Linked DNA regions of Rattus norvegicus: regions 1, 2 and 3 are each linked to region 4. Evidence: chromatin contacts called from public Hi-C data. All regions are on one chromosome and are shown on one strand. The core of a region is the stretch at or near the end of the contact, and the rest is flanking DNA. Distances in the headings are between cores, read along the strand shown.

Evidence for each region. Hi-C and Micro-C count contacts between places; a contact is called where the count stands out from the background.
Region 1: a Hi-C map of Schwann cells shows a contact between it and region 4, with 10 times the contacts expected there. The contact joins the enhancer-like site here to the promoter of Btg1 in region 4. A contact is called at or near these places in 9 of 12 Hi-C or Micro-C datasets (the A7r5 cell line, the Rat2 cell line, Schwann cells and 6 more) and 1 of 1 datasets of contacts at active chromatin or transcription factors (oligodendrocytes).
Region 2: a Hi-C map of liver shows a contact between it and region 4, with 5 times the contacts expected there. The contact joins the enhancer-like site here to the promoter of Btg1 in region 4. A contact is called at or near these places in 8 of 12 Hi-C or Micro-C datasets (the A7r5 cell line, Schwann cells, hepatocytes and 4 more).
Region 3: a Hi-C map of kidney shows a contact between it and region 4, with 2.4 times the contacts expected there. The contact joins the enhancer-like site here to the promoter of Btg1 in region 4. A contact is called at or near these places in 2 of 12 Hi-C or Micro-C datasets (the Rat2 cell line and kidney).

What each region holds. Positions count from the first base shown.
Region 1 is chr7:32,793,594-32,796,822 of GRCr8, reverse strand. No RefSeq gene overlaps it. Among named protein-coding and RNA genes, the nearest start is that of Plekhg7, 100 kb to the right of the region's middle. Within about 2 kb of position 1,427, at least 15 of the 93 cell types and tissues checked have an H3K27ac peak or open chromatin away from gene starts, as enhancers often do. A contact at or near this core is called in the A7r5 cell line, Schwann cells and liver, where this site is marked.
Region 2 is chr7:33,554,105-33,557,490 of GRCr8, reverse strand. No RefSeq gene overlaps it. Among named protein-coding and RNA genes, the nearest start is that of U2l1, 280 kb to the left of the region's middle. Within about 2 kb of position 1,805, at least 4 of the 93 cell types and tissues checked have an H3K27ac peak or open chromatin away from gene starts, as enhancers often do. A contact at or near this core is called in hepatocytes and liver, where this site is marked.
Region 3 is chr7:32,823,275-32,826,304 of GRCr8, reverse strand. No RefSeq gene overlaps it. Among named protein-coding and RNA genes, the nearest start is that of Plekhg7, 130 kb to the right of the region's middle. Within about 2 kb of position 1,409, at least 10 of the 93 cell types and tissues checked have an H3K27ac peak or open chromatin away from gene starts, as enhancers often do. A contact at or near this core is called in kidney, where this site is marked.
Region 4 is chr7:33,226,420-33,229,607 of GRCr8, reverse strand. Btg1 (BTG anti-proliferation factor 1) reads right to left here and starts at 1,459. Exons shown (of 2, transcript NM_017258.2): 1 at 1,312-1,459; 2 at 1-515. The coding sequence starts at 1,459. The coding sequence ends at 148. It overlaps LOC102550725 (a long non-coding RNA gene), which reads left to right and starts at 1,983. Exons shown (of 3, transcript XR_005486879.2): 1 at 1,983-2,453; 2 at 3,180-3,188.

The DNA of each region.
Region 1 (3,229 bases), core at 178-2,677, 430 kb after region 4:
AGCAAGACAAGCTGACTATTTCAGAGATGGAGTGGGTAAGTAAAAAACAGGTTCCAGAATTAAAAAGTTACACCTGAGCAGAGAGAGACACTGAGGCCAGAGAAGGGAGGAATGGAACAGTCGCTGTCTGCCTAATCGTGACTTTCATTGTTAGAGTGCGTGGTTCTCATCTATACTTCGATTAATTTTTTTTAATAATTGCTATAAAAATACAAAAGTACCTCAATTCCACTACAAAATATATTTAAATTTTTTCTTTCTTTTTTTTTTTTTTTCTTTTTTTCCGGAGCTGGGGACCGAACCCAGGTCCTTGCGCTTGCTAGGCAAGTGCTCTACCACTGAGCTAAATCCCCAGCCCCCACTACAAAATATATAATTCAATATTATAAACGATGTATATGCAACTCTCAAGAAAATATTCCACAATGGATTGAAAGCTGAACGTGACTTGCTTTATTTTCGTGAACAGCCACTGACTAATTCCAAAATGCTCAAACCCAGTGAGAGGAAAAGTGTCTTTCCACCCTTCCATCCCAAGACATCTAAGCTCATCGATTACAGGGTGCAGGGAATGCCTGATTGCTTTATGATGTCATCAGCTGCTACAGAAATTATTCATGACGCCCCTGCAGCGAGCTGAGCTACTCTGGTGCGGATACCTCCAGAATCCGACACCCTAACGAAGCACTTGTGATATTTAGATGCCGAGTGACTCCACACCAGTGCCTTCGCTCACGTTCAAAACATATATATTTTCCACCGGGAACTACAAGTGTATTTGCAACGAACATTTCTCCAAGCAACAAAGGAAATGTTCTGCAAAATGATGCTGAAACACTACCACCCAGGCTGGCCTTCTCACCAGCATCTTGCTGGTCAAATAGCTGGCCTGCCTGTGACTCAGAGACTGTTCACACTGGAAAGACAAAGCCGAGACTTCTGCTTAAACGCGCAAACAGTGCCCTCTGCTGGCAGAGATGGGATGTTAATTGCAGAAGAACTTAAGTCACAACAGGGAAAGGAGGAGGCGGGGGAGGGGAAGAGGAAGTGGGGGGAGGGGAGAGGAGGGAAAGGGGGTGGATGGAGAAGGAAATGAGACAAACAGGAGAGAGAGAGAGAGAGAGAGAGAGAGAGAGAGAGAGAGAGAGAGAGAGAGAGAGAGAGGGGAGAGAGAGAGAGAGAGAGAGAGAGAGAGAGAGAGAGAGAGAGAGAGAAAAGAACAGTGGGTTTTAGTCCTTTTTAAGGAAAGAAATGTTTGAAGCATACCACATACAAGACTCCAATATACTTCCTTAAATCCTAAAGTAACACTTGGCCCTGCCAGAAGCCCGCGCTAAGGAATGGTTTTACAGTGGCCATTCTTTGCCTGACTAAGTTATTCATTCAGCACAAGCCTCCCCTGGGGGTGTCCCAGTGCTCTGAATATGTGACAGACTCACTCAGAAGATATGAACTGTACCAAACAAAAATGTTACCTTAGGTCACAGACCAGGGCTCGTACAGGATCCCAGAAAGTCCCAGGCTGTTCGACATGTTTGTAAATGCTTGGGAAAATCTCAATGTTGTTTTGTTCTTCTTCTTCTTCTTCTTTTTTTTTTTTTCTGTTTCTGCTTTGACATAAGTGGTTGTTTGAAGGCAGCAAAATATATGCTATAGATACCCACATATTTTATAAATATACATATATATAATATGAAAGTCAGTATTTCTAATAACTTTCATTAAAAAGCAGCTTCCCACACCACTACAGTACTGGGATGAACAATGTAAAAATGTTCTCTTGTCACTAGGCCTTTGCACTGGTGAATACTGTGCCCATATTTAAATATGTTACAAAGCCAGCTTCTTAAACTGAAATGACCCCCACTACAGGGTCACTTAACTGAAGGTGACCGCTCCAAAGAGAGTGACAATAGCAGAAAACTCCTGAATGTGCGATGACCAAAGATAAACTCAACCTAAATTGTGTAACAGTTCCAAAGTGCTTCGGTCTAGGCTCACCTGTGTTACCCTGCACAGCTGTGTGGCCCCAGCTTGAGACACGCCTGTGCCCTGTATATGCCATCACTCCTCCCATCCACTATCCAGAGACATCATGCTCAGACACATGGCAGGCTACGGACTACGCAGTGTGTTTACTTTACACACAGTAGCTTTGTGCTCTTCTAGAAGTGTAGCAGCTTAATTATAGAAAACGGAGATGTTCCATCAACTTGCCTCAACCAGGAAGTGTCTCATGAGGATCATGTTGTGTTCGAACATTTGATTGTGAGGATTGCTATCCAAGTTAGCAGTGAGCGCCTAAACAATACTGATAAATTAGTTACTTTTAGCTTGTGTCTCAGACAGGACTTCCAACAAGCTTGACAACGGGTCTTACATACACTTCTCTGTTTCAGATTGTATATTGACGGAACATGGCCTTCTCAGCATTGGTAACTATAAAACTCAAAAGTATCAATCAGTTCTTTAAAACATGGAGCCTCCATGTCCTGGCATATTAACTATTCAGGCGAGGAACAACTCTTGTCATATTTACTAGTATAACTCTACAACTTCCTCTGCTGCTGACTTCATTGTCATTGTCCTGTGTCCCCGTGCGCCCATATGTTTGCTACACTTTCCATAAAGCACATCCAAAACCAAAACGTGTATCTATCCCTTTATCTAAAGACTCTCTTTTACTGTGAAGGCAGTGCCCATATCACAGAATAAAAAGTCTTGGTGACTGATTCTCGAATGCGAGTAACAACTTTAACTCTACTTGGGTGTAACCAGACATCCTTAGTGGCTATCAGGTATGCCAGGAGATTTGAGCTTCGGGAAGAAAGTTACAGGTTGCGTCCCTCATAGCTCATCAGGGTCATCCATGTTGGCAAAGTCACTGGCCTTCTCAGAGTTTGCCTCCCTACTTAAAAAAATAAGGCCTCAAGGATCTATACTGAGGACTAAAGATGATACGACTTAATCCTTACACAAGAGTGATGTGTCATAGGTGTTCAGTAAGCATTTGTTGACATCCTGACCTACAAAAGCACTCGAGTCACTGTGACTTGTTAACCTCCCCTCCATCTTCGCCTTTGTGACTTGGCAGATCTGACCCCACAGAGTCCACTCTGGTGCTTGGATCTCAGACGACCTTCTCCCACCAACCTCAGTGACAACTGGACACAATGTCTGCACTCTGTCTAGGAGAGAGATCAGGCCTAGAAGGGTTATACAACCCGAT
Region 2 (3,386 bases), core at 556-3,055, 330 kb before region 4:
CCTTCTCCATACTCATTGCCCACCAAAAAATAATGCCTTTTGTCTCCTAAGCATCTTTGAACATGACCTCTTCAATATTGCTTTGTTTCAGGTCCTTGTCACCTACTCTTGGCATTCTACAATAGCTTCCTAGCCGGTCCTCAGGCTTCCTGTCTTTCAGTTATGTCCAATTGTGCTTAACTATGTACCACAAGTGTCCCACCTGACATAGCCATGTCTAGACCTACTAGGACGCCTGCTGTTCTGCAGGGTGACCATGGCTGCCATGTTACTCTAAAGATCACTTGCAGCTCCCGTGGGCCATTTCCACTTGATTGCTGACACTACTATCTATCTCGTTTTGGCTGCATAATCTTCCCCAGCAACTCTGCCTGGAGCTGTTGTACTACAGACCAGAGCCAGATGAGTTGGTCTGGTTCCACTACCATGGATTGGATGCTTCTCCAGCCAAACATGTCCTGCTTTTCTAAGAAAAATCTCAGCACTTCTATCATTGAATTGGCTATTTTTTTTATGCCACGGGTGCTTGGTACTTGACACTCTTGTCTAATGTCCTTTCCTGCTTCCTACTGGCAGGATCACTTTTTCATTCTGTTTCTACAATAAGTCACTCTAGCCAAAGCCAACACAAAAGGAGAGGCTTTATTTCATCTTAAAGTTTTAAGTGGCAGTCTATCATTGTGGGTAGTAAAGGCAGGAACTGAAGTAGAAACAACAAACGAATGCCTGTTGCTTCACCCTCTGGCTCAGGCTCAACTAGCTGTTGTATGCATCCCAGGACCAGTTGCTTAGAGATGGTGCTCCTCATAACAGGCTGGGTCCTCCCATATAAATCATCCACTGGGACAATGTCCACCACAGACATGCTCACAGGCCAATCTGATCAAGGCAAAATTTCAATTGAGAATCCCCCTTCCCTCGGGAATCCAGGTTGTGTGTAGGTGACAAAACAAAACAACAACAACAACAACAACAACAACAACAACAACAAAAACTAATGAGGACATAAGGGGACATTGCTGAGACACAGTGATAATACAATGACACAAAAACTTATTGTATGTTCATTCCATGATGCTCTCCTGGGTACAATGTTGACCTATGTGAACCTGTTGAGTTGTGCATCTGTTTGTATTTGTTCGAGTTCAGATGTATGTGCATGTGAAAGACAAAGAACAGCCTCAGGTATTACACCTCAGGAGCTGTCCATTTTATGAGACAGTCTCTCACTGACCCGGGACTCACTGACTAGGTTAGGATGACTAGCTTATGAGCCTCAGGCATCCACCTGTCTCTGCCTCCCCAGCATTGGAATGCCAAGCCTGTACCACCACTCTGGGGTTCTTCATACGGATTCTTCTTCGGTCTCTATGCTGGCACTGCAGGCACCTTTCCCACTGAGCCTCTCTAGCTCTTTGCAGACTTCTTAAGGACAATTCATTTTCTTTCCTTTCAGTGTCTAACATAGAGCCCAACTCAAAACTTTCCGATTCCCATTCATAAGTAATCATAAATGAATTACATTGTTTGGAAAATGCCAAGTACATCAACCATCCTTGGATATAGTCAACAAGTACCAATTCCTTCACATTATAACACTTTACATCTTAAAATTTCAACTTAATCCCTGCCCTTGTGTCATGCTTTCAAATGACGTGGATCTGGCATAGTGATTGATCTCAGCCTTTTGCCATAAGAATAACAGCTTCCTGGGCAAGAGAAAGAACTTTAAAACTCGTTCTTCCAGTGGGGAGTGGTGAAGGGCAGAGTGATGCCAGCAAAAAAGTCCCATCATGTTTGGCATGCCCAATGTTTGCTGTACTTTCTGTCCTGTGTGCCGGAGCTTCTGTTTAACTGAGCTGAGGATTAAAGTATTGAACAAGCAAAGAATTGCTCAACTTCCCTGGATAGGCGGGTCTCATTCAGTATTTGACAGAAAACCTGTCATTTGAGTATGATATATATTTACTGGGGAAAAACAGGATGGCTTAGGCTCAAAGGTCTTTTCTGCTCACCTGCAATGGGAAACCCAGTGTCTCCCTTACCTTCAGGCGCTGAAGCCTGAAACACATTAAGTTTCCATCTCCTCCCCCTGGCCATTTGGATTTGAGCAGCCTCTAAAACAGTCCAGTAAACAGGCAGACAAGACTCCACTTGAGTCTGTTTATAACCTAAAGCTAAAGCATTTATGGAATCACAGACCAGGCTGGGGCATGTCATCTCTGCATTGAAAATCAAAGAATTGCAATTTAGAGGTAGAGGGGCGGGGTGGGGCAGGGCTGGGCTGGGCTGTGAAATCAAAATGGATACAGCTGGCTTTGCTTCTCAACATCTCTAGATGCGAGAAGGTCAGAAAGGCTGTGGGCACGCTCTGCAGTGGATCTGTGACAGGGCAGTGTGGCAGCAGGCCTATGTAAATTAAACAACTTAGCCAATATAGAAAACACATTTTCAGCAAGTAAATAATGCCATTTAAGGGATCCGATTGCTAAAGCAACCTCATTGCCTAACGGGAGGACACTCATCCTTTCACCAAATATTTACTGCCTAGCTCTGGGACTGGCAAGGCTGAGCACTGGTAAGCAATCACCTCTACCCTGAAGTTTTAAAGATTTTGCGATGAAATTTTACAATATTATAGAGAACGTGTTTTTCTTTCTTTGAGACAGGATCTCCTGTTTCCTGGACTGGCATTGACTTGGTTTAAAGCAGATGACCCTGAATCTCTGCCTTCCGGCGCACTCACACCCTCCTGAGTCTGGGGACGCCAGGCAGTGTCCTGAAACAGGTCTGGTTTATGGGGTCCTGGGCATCCATGCTATGTGCCAAGAAACCAGCCTCTTAACTGAGCTATATCCTTTGTGTGAAACATGCCATCTGCAGAAAATCAATCCATTTGTATGAAAGACCCAAAGACGGAAAAACTGCTTTTCTGTAGATACAGGTGCTGGAGCAAAGCACATAAATGTATTCCTAGACTAACCTGTGGTATCTGTGAACCACCCCATGCTAATACCTCTGTATACAAGGACATATACAGGAGCGCTAATGTTTTTAGCGCCTCAGTTACATCTGCTGAGTTTGGTCAGTGATCAAAGAAGACCACACTGTCTGAATTATATTCGCAAAGAGCACAACTACTCTACTGAAATGAGATTCCAGGCTTCAAGTCTTACATTTTTAATTGTCTGAATCAAGATGTATAAAGTTATGTGAGGTAAATGACAGGCATTTTCCCCCTGAATTCGGGCAGCTATGCCTGCCACTGTTCGATGCCAGCAAAAAAAAATCATTATTTTAATGTAAAATTCAGTAACTGAATTCTAACAGGATGAAAACAAGAGAAAAAACATGGAAAAGTTGGCATAAAGTCACCTGAAACAAAA
Region 3 (3,030 bases), core at 160-2,659, 400 kb after region 4:
AACAACACAAATTCACTCAGGACTTCCTTTGGCCTTTAGACAAGCCGGCAGAGGCTAGACCGGGGATTCTCAACCTTCCTAGTGGGGCGACCCTTTAATACAGTTCCTTGTGTTGTGGTGACCCTCAATCATCAAATTATTCTTGCTGCTACTTCATAGCTGTAATTTTGCTACTGCTAGGAATCATAATGAAAATATTTGATATGAAGTAGAGCTGATATGCAACCTGCAAAGGGGTGTTGGCCCACAGGTTGAGAACCACTGTTTAGACATGCCCTTTTTTTCTTTTCATCTTCCCAGAAGCACTTCTGCCCCGCTCCTTAGCTGAGGTGCTGTTATGCCCCCCGAAGACAGCTCACTTCATTGGTTGCCTCTGAGGGTAAGCCTTGATGCTGTAAGGCCTTCTCTCTTCACTGTCCTCTAAATCTGTCAGACACAAGCTGACTTCCTCTTTTCCCTCCCTCTTGAAAACCCTCTCCTCTGAATTAAAGCTGATATTTATCTCATTCATCTAAAATCACCATTGATTTTAGATTTATTTGTTTTACAGTATGTTCGTGACTCTTTGGCCAGCATGTACATATATGCTCAACACATGTGTGCCTGGGCACCTGCAGAGGTCGGAAGATTAAGTCAAATCTTCCAGAGCTGGAGTGACAGGGAGGTGTTATGAGCCACAGTGTGGGTGCTGAGAACTGAAGCCAGGTCTTCTGCAAGAGCAACATTGGATCTTCTCTAGCCAATTCATTATTTTTTTATACATATCTCACTAATTCATTCAATAAAATATACATTGTCCTCTCTCCTCAAATATGAAAGGGCAGAAAGCATGATGCCTATTTCTTCTGTGTCTCCCAAATGATTACAGTGAAAATTTTATTTAGTGTAGGTTTGCGCCACCAATAGAAAAATGATACCATTACAGCCTACATTCGTTATCCAAATGGTCCTTCTTGTTTATTTCCCCAGTGTTCGCCCTCAGTCAAATTAACCTTCAAAGGCTGTTTAATTTTGTTGCCTCTAACGAGACTCTAGCATTAGACTTTCCACTCTTTCTATACATAGACTATGGAAAGTATGTATCTATACATTAGTAGGCCTGTGTACATGTGTGAAAAATGTTGTTTTGATAAAGCAAGGTACATTGAATAAAAATCCACTGCAGTTTGTGTAAAGCAAGCACCCAGTACCACATTACTGTCATAGTAACCGACAACTTCTCCGGGGACGTGAGCAACATTCTCAGGCCACTGCTCAGCCAGATGTGCTGACAGCCTTGGGAAAGGCTTTAATTGCAGTCCTAAAGTAATCTCTGCCCCTTTTCCCATTGGACCGCTTGTTTATAGTCTGAAGTGGCTGAGCTGGTTCTGCAGGTTTTTCTAGTCCCTTCTCTGGGCTCAGAGCAAGAGTCCCAGGTTCAGTCAAGTGTAAATAATACCCTCCCCAAGGTCACTCTGGAGTGACTGCACAGCCATGGGAGGCAGAGGGATTAGGTTTCTGGATTGGACAAATGAGAGGAACACACTGCATCTATGCCAAGCCATGTGTTTGCACAGAACAAAAAGTGATGAGAAAATAACAAATTGAGAATCATGTTTGAACTTGATCACTTCCAGGGTTTTTTTTTGTTTGTTTGTTTTTGTTTTTTTGGTTTTTTTTTTTTTGCAAAACGCAAGATTGACTTTCTGGGGGGTGGGGGGACGACTTCTGGTCTTTGCTGTATGCCAATGTCCCAAACCCCTAAACTCTGCCATTGGGTAAACTTATGAAGTTACAAAGAGAGCAAGTATGATCAGTAGACTCCATATTAACAACACACACTTAGGGAGGCGATGAGCCACATTGTCATGAAAGAAACAGGAAACTGGGCTGGGCAGGCACAGGATCCAGATATTCCATTCACTAATAAGTCTTGAGTACTTTGCCAGCACCTGTCATGTGCGCAAGCTTGCAGTCTGGGGGGAAGATATACATGTGTCTGTTAGCAGAATATGATGAAGAAGTCAAATAAACCATACACATAGAAAGAATGACAGCTCAACTCTTCCCATCTTCAATTGCTCAAGCCCATTATCTAAAATGATGAAACAAATGTAGAAATGAATGGAGGTTTTTATTAGTTTGTTTGTTTGTTCGTTCTTTGCTTTTTTGTTTTTTGTTTTGTTTTGTTTTGTTTTGTTTTTACAAAGCTACTGTTATGGGCTGGGGAGATGGCCCTGCAGCTAAGAGCACACACTGCTCTTACACAGGACCTGAGTTCAGCTTCCAGAAGCGATGGCCGGGGGCTCGCAAGGGGGATTTGATGCCCCATTCCAGCCTTCGAGGGTACTGCATTTATACGAATATGCACAGGCACGAACACATACACCCACACATCTTTTTTTAAAAAGTAAGCTATTATTCCTTAAAAAACAAGGAATCCAATGGGAATAGGGGCAGACATTACTTTAGGACTGCAACTAAAGCTGTCTTTCCCAAGCTCAGCACTGCAGTGACCTGAGAATGTGTCTCACATCCCAGGAGAGGTTCCCAGTTACTACACCAGTAGCATAGCACTGGGAGCTTGCTTTATACAACACCGTAGCTAAGATAATAGTGCAAAACCTCCCAATGCTTTTGTAGATCCATCCAACTAGAATTCCTGGGCTGGGGGGTCCTTACACCACCTGTATATTTAACAAGTTCTTAAGATAGTTCTTAGGCATAGTTCTTAAGATAGTTCTTAGGCAGTTCGTTCTGAGAGGGTCTTCATTGAGTATCCAAGTTTGGAAATCAGGCTCTAAACAGACTATAACACAGGGATTCATAATCACATAGACAACTGTCATTCAGTTCCCATATATCTGTGATTCTTCACAGCCAAGTCAACACTAAGAACCCAGAAAGTGCTTGGTAAATATTGAATACAAAGAATTTAACTTTAAAAGGAGCTCCTTCAGTGTTCTTGATGGACGGACACACAGAGGAAATGTTGGGAGAATCTAAGCTTGATCTTAAAAAAAAAAAAAAGAGGTTGAAGCTTTATTCAGT
Region 4 (3,188 bases), core at 210-2,709:
AAAAAAAATTATTACCACTCTATCTTGTGCCAGATCTTCACAGCTGTGACATGGTTATTCCATAATCCATCCCCAAGAGGAGCCCACCCAAAGCAAAAAATCAAATCTATCCATCCATTATAAGATGATCCATCCATAGACTATATCTTAACCTGATACAGTCATCATATTGTAGTTTTTGGAAGGGCTTGTTCTGCCCAAGAGAAGTTCCTCCTTACAGCTGATTCTGCTGTCTACCATTTGCACGTTGGTGCTGTTTTGAGAGCTACCTCCCGCTGGTGAGGCTTCATACAGCACACAGATGGAGCCATCCTCTCCAATCCTGTAGGACACTTCGTAGGGGTCAACCCAGAGTGTGAGTTCACTTGGGAGAAGCCTGAACAACTCTTGACTGCTCAGTCCAATCCGCTGGGCTGCCTGTCCAATCAGAGGATCCATCTTATGGTTGATGCGAATACAACGGTAACCTGATCCCTTGCACGGCTTTTCTGGGAACCAGTGATGTTTGTAATGCTCTGTGGAAGGAAAGAACAGAAACAATGCTTAGAACCGTAGTAACCTAAGCCGTACTGTACTGTTACTTTCCTCCTCCTGTCAGCTTCTTGGAGAAGCGAAAACCAAAACCACCAACTTTTACAAATGTCCGGGACTGAATTCGCTCTTGCGAGACCGAATGGAGAAAAGCGCAGTGTGGCAAACACTGTCCGGGTACTGACCGGTTGAGCCGCCAAAACAGGAATCGCGCGCGCAGCCCGGGATGGCCAACTAGCTAGAAGGCACAGGCGACCGGGCGGGAACCTGTTTACTTTCTCCACCCCAACGGGGTCGCATACAATAGACTTTATGGCTTTAGTGGGGGTTAAGAGTAAGACAACGCCACTATGGTCAGTTAACCCCAAAGGAAAGAAAACCAAGAAACTCTAAACCAAGATCTGGGCTGGGTTGTAATTGTACCGGTGACAAATCCGATGATTAATGGGCAAGAGGCATAGGAGGTGCGGAGCCCTGGCACGTCCGTCCCGGGCCGGGTCGGGTCAGAGGAACGGCGGCGACAAGCCACTCAGGAGCTCAGCCGCCGACCCTCGCAACGGTCGCGGCGACCTGGCAGAGGGGACTGACCGGACTCCGGGCCCTGGGTCTTTTGTTCCCCGCCACCCGCCGGTAGCCGTCGGGGCGCAGCTCCGCGTCGCACCGCTTCGGATCCTTTGTTGTGCGTGTCGCGGCGCCCTGCCGCCCAGCCCCCCCCCCCCCAGCCACGACCGGGACGCGCCCGTTAGTGGCGACCCGCGACGGGTCCCGTGACCCGCTCACCTGCCAGCAGTTCCTGCAGGCTCTGGCTGAAAGTCTGCAGCTGTCGCTCGCTCGTGAGCCCCTTGGTGCGGAGGAACTTGGAGATGAAGGACACCGCGGCGGCGATCTCGCCTATCATGGTGGCGGCCCGAGTGTAGAAGGGATGCATGGGGGCGGCGGCCGGGGGTGGCCCGGGGCGGCCGGGGCTCGGCCCCGACGGCGGAGCGGCCACCCCGGGCTCCCGCCCAGACCCGACGGCCGAGAGGAAGCGAGGGCGCGAGGCGCGGACGGCTACTGGTTCTAGGGGATTTTTTTTCTTTCCTTTAGAGTAAAAAAGTTATTTTCAAGCCAGGAGGCGGCAGGAGAGACAGAGAGAGACGAGCGATGGCGGCCTGGTCACATCGCTCGGACCTCCCCAGCCGCCTCCGCCTCCAGCTCGGTAGCCTCCGAGGATCCCAAGAGTTGCATTTCCAGCTCCGAGGGGCGAAGAGCTGCCGCCGCCGTGCAGCTCATTTTATAGTGCTGCGGAAAGGAAGTGGCGTACCTGGAGCGTGAGGGAGGACGCCAGCCAATCCGGAGATCGCACCATTGTGACGCAGGCAGATTCGGAGCCGGAGGGGGCGGGAGAAGGGCCGCCAGGGGGCGTGCCCAGAGGCCGGGAAGAGAGGGAGGAGCTGACGTAATCTGCTTGTAAACAAATAAACCCCGAGTGGCAGCCTGAGACGCAGGAGCGGTGGAGGGTGGAGAGAGAGGCCGAGGAGGCGCGTGTGAAAGCTCCGCCCCCAAGATAACTCCGCCTCGGACCCTGGCCAGTGGGGACCCGGCAGTCCGGGTCCCCGCTTCTGGTCTGGGATTCTAGACTCAATTATGGTGGTGTGTCCGGATCGGCAGGACCGGGGTTCGGTCTCCGCAGCCCCTGCCCCGTGCGTACCCCATTTTACATCTGATTCCAGCTCCAGACGGCTTGGCTGGCAGCTCTGGAAGGAGGAGCGTGCGGCGGCAGAGTCTGGGGCTCCGGTGAATGCGGGGAATGGAAGGACCGGCTCCCAGGAGCTATCCTGCTGCTTAATCCGAGCCATTACCCTAAGGGGCTGCAGACACCCGGGAACCCACTGCTCCGGGAAAGGTGGAAATGTGTCTGTAAAAGTTTAATTGGCAAACAGGTAGTAAGTAAGGCCGGTGTGGCTGTTATTTCAGAAGAAAATATAACAGAATCTGTTCAAAACAAAACAAGGAAGGTGGTTTTTGAAAATAATATGTATTTTATGCATATGTACTATACACACAACCAAATTTGTTTTTTATTAAATTTTTGTAGTTCAAGTAATGTCAGAACTTTAAAGTTGTGCTGCTATTAAGACAGACGAAAAATAAAACTTGAACCTTGTTCAGAATGTTAAACCTAGACACCCTCATTCACTGGCAAAGTTGCTTGAAAACAGCCTGGAAAGAAGGAAGGCATGAGCCTGCTAAAACTATTAGGCCCAAAATAGGGTTAACCCAACTCTATTAAAGTAGGAGAGGGGAGAGGGAGGAAAAAACTGAAGTCCAGGCAGGAAGAAAAAAGCAAACAAGAGTCAGAAGTTGAACTCTACCAGATGGAAATAGATATTTTAGAGTTTAGTTGGTCAACAGTTGCCATACCACTTAAAGATATATGGAGCTAGCCAGAGAGGAGAAGCAAGAGGATTGGTTACTGAGCTTGATTTGAAAAGGTGATTAAGACATTATTTCTTATTAATATACAATACTTAGTAGCCGTGCATTCTGAATCAGTCCTCTGAAGATAATGTTGTAGAAAGCACTAAGTCGTGAAAGTATTGATTTTCTTTGATAATAAAGTGAGACAACAAGTAACATCTTTTTTTTTTTCCCCTGTGAATCGTCAGGACTTCCTG